2 separate regions of the Canis lupus genome follow, and region 2 is linked to region 1. The links are chromatin contacts, called in public Hi-C maps. All regions are on one chromosome and are shown on one strand. The core of a region is the stretch at or near the end of the contact, and the rest is flanking DNA. Distances in the headings are between cores, read along the strand shown. Region 1 holds the start of PHC3 (polyhomeotic-like protein 3). Region 2 holds the start of SKIL (ski-like protein).

What was found. Hi-C and Micro-C count contacts between places; a contact is called where the count stands out from the background.
Region 2: a contact with region 1 is called in a Hi-C map of blood, with 5 times the contacts expected there. The contact joins the promoter of SKIL here to the promoter of PHC3 in region 1. A contact is called at or near these places in 2 of 9 Hi-C or Micro-C datasets (both in blood).

The regions. Positions count from the first base shown.
Region 1 is chr34:34,996,257-35,001,416 of UU_Cfam_GSD_1.0, forward strand. PHC3 (polyhomeotic-like protein 3) reads right to left here and starts at 1,503. Exons shown (of 19, transcript XM_038583859.1): 1 at 1,417-1,503. The coding sequence starts at 1,430. It overlaps LOC111093892 (a long non-coding RNA gene), which reads right to left. Exons shown (of 4, transcript XR_005383598.1): 3 at 3,646-3,745; 4 at 2,422-2,712.
Region 2 is chr34:35,126,968-35,131,503 of UU_Cfam_GSD_1.0, forward strand. SKIL (ski-like protein) reads left to right here and starts at 2,106. Exons shown (of 7, transcript XM_038583878.1): 1 at 2,106-2,288; 2 at 3,914-4,536. It overlaps LOC102153364 (a long non-coding RNA gene), which reads right to left and starts at 1,111. Exons shown (of 6, transcript XR_005383998.1): 1 at 906-1,111; 2 at 523-585.

The DNA of each region.
Region 1 (5,160 bases), core at 253-2,752:
AGAAAAAGGGAAAGGGAAACGATGGAGGGGGGGAAAACGGCTGACTTCATTTTTTTTGATTAGTAAATGACTCACACATCTTTACGCTTCTCTGGGGTTTTTTTTTAAAATAGTTTTTCAAACTGCCTTCCAACCATCAAAATCACAGCATCATACGGTAACCGTCCAACATCATACAGATTCAGTGATACAGAAGGTAAACTTTTTTTTTTTTTAACCAAATTACTGGCTGTCACGACACTTGTGAAACATGTAGCAGTGATAGAGGCACAAAGCCAGTTTAAAATTGCGGTCTTTTTAGAGGGCTCTTCTGGGGGCCCCTGGGTGGCTCAGCCGTTGAGCATCTGCCTTGGGCTTAGGTCGTGACCCCGGGGTCCCGGGATCGAATCCTGCATCGGGCTTCCCTGCATGGAGCCTGCTTCTCCCTCTGCCTGTGTCTCTGCCTCTGTGTGTGTGTGTCTCATGAATAAATAAATAAAATCTTTAAAAAAAAAAAAAAAGCAGAGGGCTCTTCTGCGCGACCGTGTCCTCGAAACTCAAAACCCCTGTGATAAGTTTGTTGGGTAGACAGACCCAGGTGGAACCCACGCTGCGGGCGCTGAGTCCGCAATCGGTGGTAGAGCCGGCCAAACCATCCCACTGCATCCCGGAGCCCCGGCGCACGGGCCCGGTCCTGCCAACTCGGCCGTCGGTGCGTGGTACCGGCCGCAGGATCCGCGGGCAGAGCCCGGCGCACGAGAGGCCTACCCAGCAACCTCGAAGTTTGCGCGGCGGACTAGGGATGCCGCCACGCCACGGCGCCGCGCAGGGACCGGGCCCTCGGGGGGCATCGGCGCCGCGGCCGGACTCCCGGGGGGATGCGGGCCTGCCCGGGCCTTCCCCGCCCCGCCGGCCCCGCGGCAGCGCCCCCCACGCCCCGAGGCCCGCGCGGGGGCACCTCCTGCACGCCTCCCGCGGGAAGGCGGGAGCTGCCCTGTCTCGGCCCCCCCCCCGGAGGGAGGGGGAGGGGGAGGGGAGGGGAGGGGGAGGGGCAGGGTCCGCCGGGGCGGGAAGGAGGCCCGGCAGTGCCCGGCCCGAGCCGAGGCTGCCCGCGGGGCCCACCTGCGGGGATGACAGCGCCGGGGGACCCCTCGGGGGCTCGGCCCCCGGAACCCCCCCGCGATCGGGGGCCCCGCGGCCCGGGAGCCGACCGCGCCAGGGGCGCTCCCGCCCGGAGGGAGCCAGACGCCCTCACCGTTGGCCTCCGCCCCCCCCTCCCCCGACACGGGCCGAGCGGGACCCTGCACGGCAAGGAAGCTCCAGCGTCTCCGTGTCCCCGCACTGCCCGCCGAGGAGCCCCGCGCTTCCCCCCGAGGGGACGTGTCGCTGCCCCACTCGCCCCCCGGTTACGACATCAGTCACCAGCGAGTCACTCACTCCGCTTCCGCCATCTTCTCTCCTCCATCACTGACCCGGGCTGCGCATGCGCCCCCCGGCGGCGGGCGGAGGGGCGGGGTCGGCTCAGCCCCGGGCCCCGGGGTCACGTGGTGCGCCCCCCTCCCCCCCACCGCAGGCCCTGCAGGCCCTGCAGGCTCGGCGGCCAGGCCCGCGCTGGCTGCCCTCGCCCCTGCATCCTCCCGCCTGCGGCCTAACGCTTGGGGGCGTGGGGGTCTGTAACCAGCACGCGACAAGTTCGAATTAGAAATGTAGGGGATCCCCGGGGGGCCCAGCGGTTTAGCACCGCCTTCAGCCAGGGCGTGACCCCGGGGTCGCGGGATCGAGTCCCGCATCAGGCTCCCCGCGTGGAGCCTGCTTCTCCCTCTCTGCCTGGGTCTCTGCCTCTCTCTCTCATCAATAACTCAATAAAATCTTAAAAAATAATTAAAAAATAAATAAATTAGAAATGTAAAGACCATCCAGGGCCTGATCTGGAGACCCGGGGTCGAGTCCCACATTGGGCTCCCTGCATGGAGCCTGCTTCTCCCTCTGCCTGTGTCTCTGCCTCTGTGTGTGTGTGTGTGTGTCTCCATAAATAAATCTTAAAAAGAATTGTATTCTTTTAAATAAATAAAAATGAATAAAATATCTTTAAAATAAAATATACTAAGGCCTATGTAAAGTGCAGAGAGCCAGATGAAAGAAAATGCAACCAGGTTGCACGGTGAAGTGTCAGTAGGAAAGGAAGTGCTGTGGTGGGTGCAGAGCTGGTTCCCCTGGGTGTGTGTTTGGGGGGGTTTCATTGGAGTTTGTGAGTCCAAACCAGGCGGTTCCTCTCTCAGGCTCAGGGATGGTGTTCTAGACGCTGGTGAAGCTAGGGAATCACCCTGCTTGCCCTCTATCGTTCGTGCCTACGACATGAATTTACTGAGCAAGACTTGGTAGGGACTGCAAACTTGAATACCGGAGGAGGGAACAAGCAGGCCATTCCACCCATTGGCTAATAGGTTTTATTGTACAGTATGGATGGCAACTCCTTCGAGGCAGAATGAGACAAAGATGAGCATAAAAAGTCCCTGTCTTCTGAGAAGTCTTAATCTGGAGAGTGGGGAGAGTTCTGTAGAAATATCCGTGCGGTGTTAGTGTTCTGAAACAGATCCGTTAAGTGCTTTGGAAACCTTAAGTTCACAGAATAATCAATCTTTACTGCCCTTAACAGAAAAAAAAAGTGTACTGATCACAAACTGTCTTCTCTTGGTATTTCTTAAGATGGTGGAGTTGCACTAACTTCAAGACCTGAGAAATGAAATATTGATATAAATCCATCATAAAGTGTAATGTGGCCTAATGAAAAGTATACTTAATCTTAGAAATCTTGTGTTTCAGGCTCTCCCTAAGGAAGGGAAAAAAACCCTTCCAATGTAAACTAAATTGTCAGTTGACCTCTTCCCAGCCGGCCCTCCCCCCAGAACATGGGGCTTTTTGTTTTGCTTTGTTAAACACTTTAAGTAGTCTCCACACCCAACTTAGGATTTGAACTCCCAACTCCTAGATTGAGAGTTGCACACTATACTGATGAAACCAGCCAGGGACTCCTGAAAATGTTTTTTTACTTTATTTTCCTCTCTCAGAACACTGCCTTTCCTACTACGCCTAGGAGAACTCCCTGAGAAAGTCCCCTTTGAAAAGTCCCTGTAGATACTTAAAAATAAGATATTACCACCTTTTCTTTCTTTTCTGACCTGCTTGTTTGATGTCATTGTCATTTGACCCTCAAGAATCAACTGCCAATTGGTATGGCTTAAATTTTTGGTTAGAGAAACAAAGGGGAAAAAGTATAGTCTTTTTTTTTTTTTTTTTTTTGAAAAAGTATAGTCTTAAGCGTAAAGATGGAAAATGGGTGATTCAAAGGAGTGTTTGGAATAAGTGAGGCAAAATTGTTCCTTTCCTCCCTCTTCTGCTTGAACATCTAAGGCCTATATCTATACTGTCACCTGGTGAGGATCAGCTTTAAAACCCAGACCTATGTTAGGTAAAGTCAGATCAGTATTGCTTTTTAGAAACATTTCCAAACTCAATAGTTATTATAACATCAACCATTTCCACAGACTTTTACTAAGTGCAGAGGATTTTCACAAACTCATTTACTCTTTGCAACAACCCTGTGGTATAAGTATCATCATTCCCATTCAGCACAGAAGCATAGTGAAGCTCAAGGTGATTAAGTACCCATGGTGTCTCTGCTCAATTGTAGCAGATGCAGGATTCTGATTTAAGTTTTCCATCTCCAAAGCCAAGGTTTTTTTTCACAACAGAATTCAGCAAGCCACTGTGAAATGTTAGAAGAGATAAAGTATGAGGGACTACTCTTAAGAAATTTATCATCACTTACCTGATCAGAGGGAGGAAGCTATTTTACTTCTTCGTGATTTCCTAAGCAAAGGACATATACAGCATGCTAGCAGATGGAGCTTCTTTTTAAAGTTTCTGGGAACCATTACCTTGGAGAAATGCTAGGATCCCATTTGATTTTAGAAAAGCCCCTCTAGGTTTATGAAGGATAGATTGGAAGAAAATGAAAGTGGGCACAGGGCAACTAATTGATAAACTGTATGAATCCTAGGAGAAATGATAAGAGCTGCAGGAGTGGAAGAAAGGGTTACGTTAAAATTTTAGTTCCGGGGATCCCCGGGTGGCGCAGCGGTTTGGCGCCTGCCTTTGGCCCAGGGCGCGATCCTGGAGACCCGGGATCGAATCCCACATCAGGCTCCCAGTGCATGGAGCCTGCTTCTCCCTCTGCCTGTGTCTCTGCCTCTCTCTCTCTCTGTGACTATCATAAAAAAAAAAAAAAAAAAAAATTAAAAAAAAAATTTTAGTTCCTAGGGTGCCTGGGTGGCTCAGTTGGTTAAGCATCTGCCTTTCACTTGAACCAGGATCCCAGGGTCCTGGAATCAGCCCCTCATTGGGTTCCCTGCTCAGCCTGCTTCTCTCTCTTCCCCTCCCCCTGCTTGTGCTCTCTCTCTCTCTCCATCAAATAAATAATATCTCTTAAAAATATTAAAATAAGGGATGCCTGCATGGCTCAGTGGTTGAGCATCTGCCTTTGGCTCAGGGCCTGATCCTGAGGTCTTGGGATTGAGTCCCTAGGGAAGCCTGTTCTCTGTCTGCCTATGTCTCTGCCTCTGTGTGTGTCTCTCATGAATAAATAAATATTTTAAAAATATAATAAATAAAATTTTAGTTCCTTAGTTGCATTAGTCATACATCAAGTGCTCAATAGCCACATGTGGCTAGTGGCAACTATATTGCACGGTGCAGATATAGAACGTTTCCATCATTACAGAAAATTCTATTCAACAGTGTCAGTCTGGACTCTAGATCAGGGGTTGGCAAACTACTATTTCTGCCCTACACAGTTGGGGCCACTTAGAACAAATACCACTGACTGGGTGGCTTAAACAGCAAACATTTATTTCTCACAGTTCTGGATGCTGGGAAGTCCAAAATCAAGGTGCCAGCAGATTCAGTGTCTAGTGAGAACCCTCTTCCTAGTTTGCAGACAGCTGCCTCCTTGCTGTATCTCACAATGTAGCAGGTGTGGGGACCATAGGCATTTGGGCCACTTCTTCATGTAACCCACTTGTGCCTTCAGGGCCTGCTGGGCCCTTTCCATTTGATTATGGAACGCTGCTATCCACACCCAACTTTATGGCTTGGTAAGTCAGATAACCCTCAATTTATGAT
Region 2 (4,536 bases), core at 856-3,355, 130 kb after region 1:
TGAATTTTAATTCGGTACGTTTTGTACTTTGATGAATAATGGGGGAAAAAATGCCCTCCAAGCTTGATTGGTTCTAGCTACATTTGCCTGTCACTATTTCTCAAACCATTGTACATAAAATAACAGGCACAAAAGATCCTTCCCTCAAAAAAACAGATTCCTGGGGAAAGCAAGTCAAAAGAACAGTAGAGGGGATAATGCGTTTGATTTCTCAAAAGTCTATTTACTGTCCAAGTTATTTTGGTCCTTAGGCCTTTGGACATGCTAGCAAGTAATTATTTTTGTGGCTGATAGAATGAGTACTAAACATTTATCATTAATTGCAGTTTGGAATCACTTTAAAAAAAGAGAGAGATGTCATTTTGGTTCCCCCCAAATTGTTTGTTCTCGAGGGACACGAGCCAGGTGCCAAGAGTTGACCGGACGCCAGGCCTCGGGACTGTCCAGTCTTCCACTTGGGATGTGCAGCCGGGCCTTCTAGATATATTCTCGCGGTTAGAAAAATCTATCCCCCAGACTCACAGATGCTGTTCTCCCCCCACTGGTTCTGCACAGAACATCATTATCTTTGCCGAGCTTCTGTCTCTATGGCAATAACAGATGGGAAGTGCTGCGGAATTATTCATGTTCAGCAAAGGAGGCAGTCAGGAGGGAGGGGAAGGTGGGGGGTGGGCGAGGGGGCACGACCCGGGAGCACGACGCTGGGGGCGGGAGGCAGGGGACGTGGGAGGTTTGCGAGCCTCCGGGAGGCCTCCAGGGAGGAAAAAGGCCTCGGAGCCCGGGGCCCTTCGCAGCCGGCTGGCTCCACCCGCGGACCCCGCAGAAGCGACCTCGAAGCGGTCAAACCAGGAGAAATTGGACAAAAATGGGCGAAAAGGGGGGGGGAAAGAAAAAAGAAAACCAACCCCCCGAGACGAAGCCCGAGTCCTCTGAATTCTGTGCAGTGCAACTCGGGGGCCTATTTCGGTTCCTGATCGTGCGGTGGGGGTGGAGAAAAGGGGATTTCTCGGCGTTTCGAAATGGGACGGAGCACGTCGGCAGAGTTCAGCAGGCTGCTCGGCCACCCGGGGCGCACCCACCCGGGGCGCACCCACCCGGCCCTCGGCTCGCCCCGGGGGCCCCGCGCACTCGCCCCGGCCGCGCCTGCACCGCGTTCCGTGTCCCCCTCGAAAGCCCTCCGTGGGCGGCGGGGAGCGGGGGGCGTCCCGGGGAGCCGGGGGGTCCCGGGGGGGCCGAGGGGGGGCCCGGAGGCGCGGGGGGCAGACGCGCTCGCTCCGGGTCCCGCCGGGCCGGAGGGCGCAGGGCGCAGGGCGGAGGGAGGTCAGGCCGGGGAAGGCGTCCGGGCGGGGGCCGCCGAGGCGGGGCGGGGCGGGGCGGGGCGGGCAGCTGGCGGGAGGCCCCGCGGGGGGGGGGGCGGGCGGGGCGGGGCGCGGGGCCCCCGGCGGGGCGCTGCAGGGCGGCCGCCACCCGGCTGCCTCCGGGGCGGGGCGGGGCGGCCCAGCTGCGGCCTCGCGGGGGGAGGGTCGCCCGTGCCTGACCTCGGGCGGCGGCGCCTCCGCCCCGCCGGCTGCTGGGGTCGCGCACAGTGCACGGCGCGGCCGCCCCGCCCCTCCCCTCCCCTGCGCGCCCCCCGCCCCCGCCCCCTCCCCGTCCCCCTCCCCCTCCCCCGGCGCGCGGCAGCCGAGCGGCCGGGGCGCCCCCGGGTCTGGCCGTCAGCGCGGAGCAGCGGGCGGGGCGGGGCGGGGCGGCGGCGGCCCCAGACAGCCGGCTGGGCGACTCGAGGAAGGAAGGAGGGCGGGCGGCGGGCGGCGGGCGGCGGGCGGCGGGCGGGGGTGGGGCGGGGAGGGCACATCCTGTCTGCGCCGGGTGCACCGCAGACAGCGCCGCGCGCCAGCCGCCCAGACGGCGCGCGAGGAGGCCGGGGCGCGGGGGCGCGCCTGGGGCGGGGGCGCGGGGGGCGGGCGCGGTGGGCGGGGGCGGGGCGGGCGCGGGAGCCCCAGTAGCCAGACGGCGCGCGCCCGGGGGGGGGGGAGCGGGGGGCGGGGGGCGGGGCGGCGGGGGCGCGCGCGCGGGGCCGCCGCCGGCTCGGCTCGCGTCCCCTCCCCCCTGCCCGCCCCCGGGCGGCCGGAGACGGCGGCGGCGTCTGCGGGAAGCCGTGTGTCTCCGCAGTGACGTGGGCGGGCCGAGGGCTCGGTGACGTCAGAGGGCTGTGTGTAGCGATGTGTGTGGGGTTCGGAGCGGCGCCGGCACAGCCGAGGGGAGCGGGCGAGCGGCGGCGGCGGGCACAGGTGCGGCCCCGGGGCGCGGGGGACGCGGCGGCGGGGGGCGGGGGGCGGGGGGCGCTGGGGCCGGGGCAGGGCTCGTCGAGCGGCGCGGGGCAGGGGCGCGGGGCAGGGGCGCTGGGGGCGCGGGGGGGGCGCGGGTCCCGGTCCCGGTCCCGGGTGCGGTCGGGGCGGGGGTCCCGCGGCGGGTCGCGGCTCGCGGACCCCGGGCGGGGGCGGGGGCGGGGGCGCGGGGAGGGCGCGGGGAGGGCGCTGCACTTGACCCGGGCGGTCGGGACCCCGAGACCCGGGCGCGCGGCGCTCCCCGCCCCCCCCCCCCGACCGTCTGCGCTCCTCGGGGATGCCCCGGGCGGCGGGCGGCGGGCGGCGCGGGGATCCCGGCTCGCGCCCCGGGCGCCCGCAGACCCCGCCGCCCCGTGGCCCCGGCGGCCGGGGGTGCAGCCCGAGGGTGCGGGGGTAGCGCCCGGCAACTTCCCGCGGCCGGGGCGCGCGGGGCTTTCCGCAGCGGGGGCAGCGCCGGGAGGGCGCGCGGGGTCGCCCCGAGACTGGGGGCTCCCCCCTCCCCTCCCCCTCCCCCTCCCCCTCGGCGTGCACAGCCCGAGGCGTCCCGGCCTCCCGCCTCTCGGCGCCCCGTCCGGCTCCGCGCAGGGTGGGTGGGCGGGCGCGGGCCGAGGATCTCGGGGCTCGGGGCCCCCCCGCAGGTCCGGCCCCCGCCCCCCCCGCCCCCGCCCCCTGCCCGCGGTGGGCGATCCGCGCCCTGCCCCGTGGCCTTGGGCCGCCACCCTGGGTCCTCCTAAGGTGAACTGCTGGGAGTTGGGGAGGCAGAAATTTCCATTGATTGGATTTCTTTCGGATTCTCGCTCAAGAAGGAAGTGGAAGAAGAAGCTTTTCTCTTTCCCTCTTCCTCCATTTGCATTCTTTGTGAGGTCTGTCTGCCTTGTGTGTGTGTGTGTGTGTGTGTGTGTGTTTTGTCCGGGATTAGTCTGGTTAAGGATGGAGATTCCCAGGAGTGGAGTCCGGGAGCTTTTGGCTTCCATGAAGCACATTCACTAACCTTTTAAAGGGAAAGTTAATTTTTGCCTACAGTCATTTCAGAAAAAAAATAACATACGTGGACTAGGTGAATCCATGCACTTAAAATCGTAACTTAGTTCCATGTGGTAGATATCTTAACTGCTATCTGATTTTTTTTTTGGGGGGGGGATGGAACTGGTGTGTATATATATATATATATATATATATATATATATATATTTATTTATTTATTTATTTATTTATTTTTTTCGATTAAGAGCTGAAGTAATGGATTACGGTAAAGTGGCATACCTGAGAAAGCCTCTGGCACTGAGTTTTGGGTGAGATGATCTATCTAAAGACTCTTCCTATTCTGAGTTGGAGTAGCCCTCCCTCTCCCTTTTGAGGAAGACTATTGCTCCCTTTACCCATTCTCCAGATTGCTTTCCTGTTTAAATGAAGCTCTTCTACTTAACTGGTGCTAAATTTAAAGAAGTCGCTCACCTCACCTTTGGTAAAGTGAACTCAGTCTAAGATTAAGAAACTAGTTTCACACTGACCCTTTGGCCTCTGGAGCAAATTCAAATATAACTCTCCCCCACCCCTTTCTCTTCCAGATTAATTAAAAGAAGAATGAACAGTAATCCATGAAGATAACTGGGCAACCTTTTTTTTTTTTTTTTTTTTTTTTAGGTATCATTTTTAACTGTAGGAGTTCAAGTGGAGTCAAAAGCTCTTCCCACTGGTGTGAGGATTTATACAAGCCTTCAGTTTATCAACACAGACCAACAGATCATCACTTTTAGAGAAGATACTTTTTTTCCCCCTTCTTCCTTTTTTGGTGTCCTCGGTGCCAAAAACTAATTTCGGGAGCGACTCTTTGATTTGTGTTTGTGTCCAGGTTTTGTGACACAGGTAATCACACAAACTTTTCACATGTTTTGCCTAAAACCAAACCAAACCACTGCATTGATTCTGGACTTCTCGAATTGAGAGAATTGTTAAGTGTACTTTAATGCATATATTGGAAGAATTAAGAGAAAAGGCTTCTTCATAGGTGTGCCTCTCAAAATTATATTCTCTATTATTAGCGACAAAAGAAAAAAGTTTATAGCACTGGCAGTGAAATTATACTAGAGCAGAAGCAGAACCAGATCAAGTTGCAAAATCTATTAAGGGGATTTCTCTGAACATTGAGATTTTCTGTGAGAGTAAGTTACCCTAAGTATTGACACATACT